2 separate regions of the Sus scrofa genome follow, and region 1 is linked to region 2. A link is a contact called in public promoter capture Hi-C data. All regions are on one chromosome and are shown on one strand. Each heading gives the region's core, a stretch centred on a gene start, on an enhancer-like site or on the middle of the called end of the contact. The rest is flanking DNA. Distances are from core to core; before and after follow the strand shown. Region 1 holds the start of AGBL5 (cytosolic carboxypeptidase-like protein 5). Region 2 holds the start of EIF2B4 (a long non-coding RNA gene).

Evidence for each region. Promoter capture Hi-C pulls out the DNA fragments that hold promoters and counts their contacts.
Region 1: a contact with region 2 is called in a promoter capture Hi-C map of liver, with 5 times the contacts expected there. The contact joins the promoter of AGBL5 here to the promoter of EIF2B4 in region 2. A contact is called at or near these places in 1 of 5 promoter capture datasets (liver) and 1 of 2 datasets of contacts at active chromatin or transcription factors (alveolar macrophages).

Annotation. Positions count from the first base shown.
Region 1 is chr3:112,064,935-112,069,674 of Sscrofa11.1, forward strand. AGBL5 (cytosolic carboxypeptidase-like protein 5) reads right to left here and starts at 2,013. Exons shown (of 16, transcript XM_021087715.1): 1 at 1,474-2,013; 2 at 681-821. TRNAA-AGC (a tRNA gene) reads right to left here and starts at 1,026; the gene lies at 954-1,026. It overlaps TRNAY-GUA (a tRNA gene), which reads right to left and starts at 1,431; the gene lies at 1,343-1,431.
Region 2 is chr3:111,779,895-111,784,660 of Sscrofa11.1, forward strand. EIF2B4 (a long non-coding RNA gene) reads left to right here and starts at 1,767. Exons shown (of 13, transcript XR_002342807.1): 1 at 1,767-1,896; 2 at 2,268-2,311; 3 at 2,555-2,690; 4 at 2,885-3,089; 5 at 3,602-3,686; 6 at 3,874-3,965; 7 at 4,205-4,319; 8 at 4,513-4,589. SNX17 (sorting nexin-17) reads right to left here and starts at 1,651. Exons shown (of 16, transcript XM_021087689.1): 1 at 1,405-1,651; 2 at 867-941. The coding sequence starts at 1,467.

The DNA.
Region 1 (4,740 bases), core at 763-3,262, 290 kb after region 2:
CGCGGGTCTATCTCCACCCCCTCCCCTCTCGTTCTGCAAGCACTGAAGCCCCCGAAAAAGCTACCCTGGTCATTGTGAATAATGGGTGTTCCGAGCATCCCTTAAAAAAACGTGGCCGATAGAGACCCATTTGGCAGCGGGGATGACTTCTCGACCCTCGGCTCGGAAGGACCCTCGCACCTGGACCGAGCCTGCCCCGGGCAGGGTGGGGTTTGGAGGCAGGGGACGGGTCAGGGCCGACTGACGCGCGAGGGAGGGTAGGAAGGCTGGGCGCAGAGGTGGGAGGTGAGGCCACAGGAGGGGGTGGGGCCAGGGGCAGCTCAGGCGAGGGGCGGGGTGGCCCGCCGGGCGGCGGGGGGTTCCGGAGGGGCTCAGGGCGGCCAAGGGCTGAGAAGGGGGCGGGGCCGGCGGGGCCCTCGCTCCACGCAGAGCCCCTCACCTCTCTCCGGGCCGGTGATCCCGCTCCCGCTCCCGCTAGCGAGGCGCCACCTGGGCCCCGGCACCCGGGCCCTCCACCCGGGACCCAAACCAAAGCGGAGCACCGCGGTGCCGGGACCCCGCTCTGCCAGGAAACAAGAAGTCTCTCGCCTATTGGCCACGGGGACAGCTGGCTACCCGCCCAGTAAGGCTCGCTGCCATTGGTCAGCACGCCGGGGTTGCCTCGCACGTTTGGCGGGTACCTGAGCCGGTACCGTTTACGGGACTCCGCCCGCAGGCCGGGCGGGAGGGTTCCGCCCGCGTCTTCGTAGAAGGCAGTTAACGGACTGCCCGCCGGGAGGAGGAAAAGACAAAGTCACCAAGAAGGGCACCGGAAGACTCATCTGCAAAAATAAAAGGACCGTATGCGAATCCAAGCATTGCCTACTGTACTATTCTGTGAATTATGAAACGCCCACCTAGTCCACCCTCTCCTAAGGTTTAGGGATTCTCCAACGCGTAGAGCAAAAACCGAGTGGAGGATGCGGGCATCGATCCCGCTACCTCTCGCATGCTAAGCGAGCGCTCTACCATTTGAGCTAATCCCCCGGCTGCTGCTGAAGTCCTTCCCTTTGCCTTACAGGTTGTTCTGGGGTGTCCACTGACAAGAGCACCCACTATAATTCAGAATATTCGTTCAGTTCTCGAGTGCAGTGGAGCCAGTGCAGTGGTATCACTGCAAGATTTTTTAAAGCAAGCATATAATAATTACACGCAAGCAATAATAAGGCCTACGTAACTTACAAGAGAGCGTGCTGAGTACTTGCTGCATACATGCACGGAGCAGCGGCAGTGCTCATTCAAACATTCTAGGTAAAGCCTTTTTTCCCGAAACGGGTAGGGGTTTAAAAAACGTCAGACGAAGTCCTTCGAGCCGGAATCGAACCAGCGACCTAAGGATTGCCAGGGGTAATCCACTACAGTCCTCCGCTCTACCAACTGAGCTATCGAAGGCTCCGCTGTTTCCCAAAGCTGCGGATGTCCTCTAATACTTACCAAGATCGCACTCCTTCAGGGTCTCAATGGTTTTCCCGTGCCCTGGTCTCCAGCTCCTCTAGGCTGCACAGAACAGAGGAAGCCGGAGACAGAGGCGCGAGCAATGGAAGCTGCCAAAGGAGCCACTTTCCAGCCCTAGACGAAGGAAACACCGGCAATACACTTCCGTTTCCTTGCTTTTTACGAAGCGATACCCCCACCCCTCACGCGCGGTGGCTTCTACAGAACTGCGGACGCTTAGAGATCTGGCCTACAACCCTGACTTCTGGACCCCATTTCTCGGGTGGGGCGGGTACGCACAGGTGGTCAAAAATCTCCCCGCGCCGGCCGGGTTTGCAAACCCCGACGGCTTACGTTAGCTATTTCCGCCCCTCGTTTCCCTCGGGTTTCTCCGGAGGCGCCAATAATATCCTACTGCCTTCCTGATGTGAAGGACATTCATTCAGTCGATTACCCCACGTTTGTCAGGATCTCTTCCGCCTGAGAGCAGGAAAGATACAAACCACGGAGCTGCAGGAGACGAGCCGGGCGGCGCAGCAGTGTTGCGCTGGACGCCAGGGATTAACCACTGCGGGCGGGGCCCTAAACCCGGCAGGGAGTCGGGCGGCTCAGTTCCACCCGGCCCCCTCCCCTGCCCGCCTCACACCTGCACCTCTCTCTTTCGGGGACTGCATGCCAGCGGCCCACAATCCTTTGACCAACCAAAGGCTCCTGGGGTTTTAAAACAAAGAAACAAACCTAAACCCCAGCTAGAGCGTGGAGTTTTGCTTCGCGATGTGGCGGGGTGCGTGTTCGGGGAGACCTGCTCTCCATTGCCAGCTCTGCGGCAACTGTTTATGCTACCTGGAATCACAGTCGCCCGGGCAGATCCAGGTCGGGCGATGATTTCAAGCCCCTTGTAGCTCCGATATTTTATGGGGTCTCTCCGGCTGAGCTTTAAATCGGAGGTTTCACTGACCACAACACGAGGTTCACCTTGGGCCCATCCGCAAAGCAGGAGATGAATATTTTCGCATTGATGTACCGCTATAACTTTATTCTGCCGCTGCAAATGCTACCATTGTGTCTGAGAGCGTTAACTTGGGGTAGTTTTCTCGGAGCGGTGTTTAGCGCTCTCACCCTTGTTCTTGAGGGGAGGCCGGGGCTGGAAAGCAGAACATATTTAATTAGGTTGCTTTGGGTTGTTTTTGTTTGTTTGAGCGAAATTCACATAACAGTTCTAAAGTATGACCTATTCAAAAGCAGGAACAATTCAGTGGCATTTGGTGCGTTCTCCATGTTGTGCAAATGATCACCCTCTCTAGCTGAAAAACTTTTAAAAAATCACCGTAGAAGAACACCGGGTGTGCAGGTCACCCAGCCCCTGGGAACAGGTCATCCACATTCTGTCTTCAGGAATTTGCCTTTTCTGGAGATTTCATATATAAGAAATCATAAACGATGTGGCCTTTGGTGTCTAATTCCTTTCACTTTAAAAAATTGAAGGGTAGTTGATTTACAATGTTGTGTTAGGTTCGAGTGTACAGCAGAGTGATTCAGAATATATATATATAACAATATGAGTATTGCTCCCTGTGCTATAGTAAGGGAGTTGGTAAGTCCTTGTTACCTATCTATTTTTAGCATAATATCATAATATCATATGATTATCATAATATTTCGAGACATCCAAATGGTGGCATGTATCAGTACTCCGTCCCTTTGTACAGCTAAATAATATTTCATTCCTTTGTTTATCTGTTCTTCTGCTTATGGATCTCTAGGCTATTTAATCCTTTTGTCTTTTATGAATAGCAGTGCTATAAACATTGGTGTACAAGTTTCTGTGTGTTTTCATTTCTCTTGGTGTACTCCTAGGAATGGGATTGCTGAGTTTTATGGTAATTAGATGTTTAACTCTTTGACGACTGCCAAATTGTTTTCCACAGCAGTTGAACAATTTTCCAAATCCCACGGCCAATGTAGGAGGGTTCCAATTTCTCCAACATTTATTTTCTATTTTTTTTATTGTAGCAATGTTTCAATACATTGAGATCAATTAATAATAAGCAAATATGCCATTAAGGCTTCTTTGAGATCATCATTTGAATAGCCATTTCTCTTTTGCTTTTTACCAAAATGTGTTGAAATATCTATCCTATTGTCAGACGCAGTTTATATCCAAATTTTCACTGTTAATAGAGCTATAATAAATGTTCTTTTTAAATTTATTAAAGTATAGTTGATTTAGTCTTGTATCAATTTCTGTTGTATGGCAAAGTGACCCAGTCACACATACACATACATCCTTTTTCTCATACTATCTCCCATCATGTTCTATCCCAAGAGATTGCATATAGTTCCCTGTGCTATAAAATAGGACCTCATTGCTTATCCGTTTGACATGTAATAGTTTGCATCTACAAACCCCAAACTTCCAGTTCATCCTATTCCCTCCCCCCCTTAAATTTTCTTGTACATAAATCTTTGTTCATATTTCTGTTTACTTCTCTAGTCTCTAGAATATATTTATAGGAATGGAACTACTTGGTACAGTAGTATAACACTTCTAAGGCTTTTGATAAATATTATCAAATTACTTCCTGGAAACATGATACCAATTTCTATTACAGCATTCACTGAGTATACTGCCACTTAAAAAACCCTTTGTTAATACGATAGGAAGAAGGAAGTGGTCTCATTTAAAATGTGCACTTCTTCGCCAATGAAATGGACTTTTTTCCCAAGTCTATTGTTCATTTGTATTTCTTTTATGAAATACCTCTCATCCATATTTTATTGCTGTTTCGTGCTTTTCATACTGATTTGTAAGAGCTCTTTAACAAGAATGTGCTTCTGATCAGCTCAGTAAAGAAATGGAGGCCTTGATCAGCACACCAAGGAGAACTAACTCCCAGACATAAACAGAATATTCCACCCAACGACAGCAGAATACACAATCTTCTCAAGTGTACATGGAACATTCTCCAGTATAGTCCACATATTCGGGAACGAGTCTTAAGCAAATTTAAAAAGATTGAAATGATACCAAGTATGATTAATGTAAATCGACCTCAGGTCATAGGGATGTGTCAGTGTAGGTTCATTAATGCTGACGGTGGGGGACGTGGTTCAAGGGCAGGGGCACAGGGAGTGTACTTATTGCCCATTTCTGATGTGAACCTAAAACAGCTGTAAACAAGCAAAGTCTATTGATGGAGTTCTCAGGGTGGTAATAAACCCGACTAGTATCCATGAGGACGCAGGTTCAATCCCTGACCTTGCTCG
Region 2 (4,766 bases), core at 517-3,016:
GCATCCCAAGGGAGCGCTGTCCTAGATACAGGTTCTTTCCGATCTTACTGTGTAGAAGTCAGCCTCTTCACAATACGGGGAGAGTTTGTAAAGGGCCTGGGTTTTGGGAGCACCTTGATGATCTAGCAAGGCTGTGTTCACTGAACCCTCACAGGAAGCAAAGGGCTTTGTAAGAAAGGTTTGTGTGCACAAACAAGTAATGGCTAAGTATGTTCGCGACGTGTCTTAGGACTGAGAGGGACTTTGCAGATCAACAAATCCATTTTTCAGGTGTGAAAGCCGAGGCCCAAAGAAATCAGGTAACTTGCTTAGGGCTGCACAACCAGTTATGAATAGAACCAGGACGCTGTACTGAGTTAAATACAGAGCTCACAATTTGGTGTGGAGAACGGAGAAACATTACATCATCGACACATACGGATAACTGGAACAGCTACACCCACTCAGGTGAGTCAAGGAACACAGAAGGAAACTGGTGAATGGTTTGTATGAGCAGGGAAGAGAGTTTCAAGTGGCAGCTCAGATGACAGAGGGAAAGTGCTTTGGCAGTGGAGCGGGGAAGGGTCGTCGGTTTCTCCATGCACGGACAAAGGCAGTGTACAGGCTGTGTAAGGAGGGGACCAAGAAGCAGGAAGGAGGATGTTAGTACAGGGAGGCGCAGTTAGAGGCGCAGATTCGTGGGGAGTCCCCTGGAAATGTCAGACGATGGTAAGATAAAGCACCAGATCCAACATGGCAGTGATTATGGTAGTGAGTAAAAGGGAACTACAGCCCCCGGGAAAGCGACGAGGGGGAAAATGGAGACACTGATGCCCAGGTGTAGGAAAGGGCTTGAAGCTGCCTCAAGGCAGGAGTGCTAGTCCCACCTGCTCGTGCAGCCCCAGGAGCTGACTGTAGCGCACTCGACAGTGCAGGACTCCATTCACGTGAATGTTATAGGCCTGAGGACACAAAAACAGGCAAGCATTTTAAGGTCGCGGTCTGGGCGACCCCCTTGAGAACCCTGGCCGGAAGTTGCCTGGCACAGCTCTGCCTGATTAAGGCGCCGAGATCTTCCGAAGGTTGCCAGTCTGTTTGCCCCGGAGCCAGGTCCCAAAGCAGAAGGACCGGTCCCGGGGAAACCCGGGCGCTCGGGCTGGAGTCTTCCTCCCCAAGAGGCCAGTGACGCCCACCAGAGTAGCCGCGGCCCAGTCGAGGGAGGTGACGCGGCGGAACAAAGGACCTACAGGAGCTGGGGAGACCTCTGGACGAATCTGAGACGTAATATAAGCTCCCAGCGAGGCCATCGGGAGTTGGCGGCCAGTGACCAGGCCCGAAAGGCGGCGGCCAGACCTCGGAGGCCGCTCGGAGGGCTCCGGCCCGTTATCCCCGCCCCTGCCCGGCCGGGCTCCGGCCGCTCCTCACCACGTAGGCGGAGCCGCCGCTGTCCCCGCTGCGGGACTCGGTTTCAGGAATGGAAAAGTGCATGTTCCCTGCGGCAGGGCCCGGCCGGGCTCCGAACTGTGAGGGCCGCAGTGGCTTTGCACGCTCGCCTCCGCTACTCAGCGCGTCCCCGAAGCTTCGCTCGCCATTTTTGGGCGGGGGGGGCGGCCGTTGAGATCCGAGGAGGGAAGGACTGGAGACGTCCGCTCTGGGGCGCAGCTTCCCGGGGAATCCTGGGAACTGTAGTCTAAAGGGCAAGAGCCTACTGCCGGGATTGGGAACCCAGGTTTGACTGGGCCCTTATCGCGACCCATAGCCCGGGCGGAGCCGCAGAGCACGTCGGGGCTTGTAGTCCTCTGGGTGGGGGAGCTGCGCTCCGCAGCTGTCGGCCTTGGGGGCGCTCTGGTCCCTGTGACTGCAGCGGGCGGAGCCTAGGACGGGTGATGGCTGCTGTGGCTGTGGCTGTTCGCGAGGGTGAGTGAAGGGGCGGCCGCACAAACAGGTACGCGAGCCGCCAGGCCCTGGGAGGCTACGGCTGGGCCCCGAGCCCCTCTCGGCCCTGTCGTTCGGTTCCGGCACCGCGCGGGAATCTGGTCCGCGGTGTCTCGGACGCACTCCGCCCTGCGCGTCGGCCTGTTCCTGCGGGAAGGGTGCGTGCTCTCTCCTCCCCCCGCCGCCTTTGATCCTGCTGCGCACTGCGTCCCCACGCGGATCCCTGGCTCACCTCCCGCCTGGTGGAGGAGCCGTGGTCATGCGGACCCAGCAGCCAGCTGCGTCGAGTACGAGCCCCTCTAAACCCTTCCGGAACCTCTCTGATTCACTTTGTGCCCTGTTTTCTGATGCAGACTCGGGATCTGGGATGAAGGCGGAGCTTGCTTCTCGGCCAGGGGTAAGTGAGGGTGCCCTCCCAAGCCGCCTGTCAAGCGCTACGCAGGAGGCAGTGTCAACTTATAAGCCTTATTGGTAATGTGACTGCGATCCTGGGGGAAAGGCTTCCATCCCTGTGGGCTGTTAGCTTGTAACAGGTAGCTGGTAAGAGTTAAGGAGCATTAGGGACCTTTTGGGAATCCTGTAGTGTTTATTCGTTTTTTGAAATGGTTGGGAAAAAGCAGTATTTATGTCTGTGTCTTAGGCAGGGGGGAGGGAGATGACCCAAGAAGAAAAGCTGCAGCTTCGGAAAGAAAAGAAACAGCAAAAGAAGAAACGGAAGGAGGAAAAGGGGACAGAACCAGAAACTGGCTCTGCTGTGTCTGCAGCCCAATGTCAAGGTGCGGGGGCTTTTTTAAAGGGCTGGGCTGTGGAGCTGGTAAAGGGATGTGGCGGGAGAGAAGAAGGGGAGACAGGACAAAGTTGGTTGGAACAAGTGAAGAGAGACAAAGTTTAGATAAACAGAAAAGAAGCTTTGGTTGGGGCATAGATAGTACCTGCCTGGAGCTTGGGCACCTCTTCCATCTACCCTTAGTAGGCCCGACCAAAGACCTGCCAGGACCGGACAGTCAGTTGGGCACTGCCAAGGAGAAAATTCCAGCAGGTCGGAGTAAAGCTGAACTTCGAGCTGAACGGCGAGCGAAGCAAGAGGCTGAGCGGGCCCTGAAGCAGGCAAGAAAAGGGGAACAAGGAGGGCCCCCTCCTCAGTCCTGCCCCAGCACAGCTGGAGAAACCCCTCAGGTATTTTCCCATCGTTTCAAGACCTCTGTTGGCTCTCCATTCCTGAGTTAGCTAGGGCTTCCCCACTGAAAAGCAGCTCTTCTCTCCCATTCTTCGCCTTGGTTCCCAGTTCTCTCCCCAACCTTGTCCTCCCCCTGTTTATTTTTATTTTTACTTTGTCTTTTTAGGGCCACACCTGCAGCATATGGAGGTTCCCAGGCTAGGGGTCGAATCGGAGCTGTAGCTGCTGGCCTACGCCACAGCCACAGCAACACCAGATCTGAGCTGTGTCTGCACCTATACCACAGCTCACGGCTGTGCCGGATCCTTAACCCACTGAGCAAGGCCGGGGATCAAACCCGTGTCCTTATGGATGCTAGTTGGTTTTGTTACCGCTGAGCCATGACCAGAACTCCCCCTGTTTCTTCTACTCTTTTCTCCTCCACCTCAAATTTTTTTGATGTCCCTTATAACCCTGAAAGCAAATTTCTCATCATGAGCTAGTGTCTTGAAAACACGTCTGTTTTCTTCTAGGAGTGAAGCGGCTACCTGAGCACACCCAGGTTGATGAACCCACACTTCTGAGAAGGCTTGTTAAACGGCCCGAGCGACAGCAGGTAGGGAGTGGGTTAGGTGTGTGGCCAGAAAGAGCCTAGGGAGGGAGGAAAGTTGCTCAGGGCAAAGGGAGACCCTGGGAAAGGCTGGGTATTTGGGTCAAAGTGGGCTCGCTGTCTCCTTCCCTCCCAGCATCATCCCATAGTTTTAAACTCCAGGCTCTTGGTCCTGTTCTTCTGTTTTGTCCAGGTTCCAACACGAAAGGATTATGGCTCCAAAGTCAGTCTCTTCTCCCACCTACCCCAGTACAGCAGACACAACTCTCTGACCCAGTTTATGAGGTAGGATCTTATGATGAAGTTGTCCGATGAGCTTTTAAGTCTGAGAAGTTTTAGACATCCTGTTTTGAAAGCGAGGGAAACTCGAGGTTGGATCTGTGGGAAGAGGCATGAACACAGGGCACAAGGCTAGAGCAGTGGGGTTGCCTGTGCTAGGGTAGGAGGTTCCTTTTCATCAGGGGCAGGTGGGCAGCAGGTGCTCAAGTTCCCTTGCAAAGTGTGTGACACCGCCATCCCATCAGCATCCCATCCTCTGTGATCCACCCAGCCATGGTGCGGCTCGGCCTGCAGTACTCCCAGGGCCTGATCAGCGGCTCCAACGCCCGGTGCATCGCCCTGCTTCGTGCCTTGCAGCAGGTACGTCCTATCCTCTTCCCTCTTAGGAGCCAGCCTCACCTTCCCCAACATTCCCTCAGCGTCTGTCACCCCCACGATCTCTGGGAGAGCGGGGAATGACTCCACCCGTGAAGACTTGTCAGAGAAGCTTTTTACCCTGTCCCCCTTTCAGAGACTTTTGTCAGCGGGCATTTGCACCTTGTGTACACTCTAGGTGATTCAGGACTACACGACACCACCCAATGAAGAACTCTCAAGGGACCTGGTGAATAAACTAAAGCCCTACTTCAGGTAAGGACAGCCCCTGCCTGTCCACTCCCATCCCCCACCTTGATCAGTCCTTTTCAGGGGACCCTTTTTTCTTTGCTTCTCTGCCTCTATGGTCATTTTTGGTTTCCCATCTTTTTTTAAAAAAAAGTGTCTTTAAATGCAAAAGCTTTGTGAGTTGTGAAGAGTTGCACCGATGTC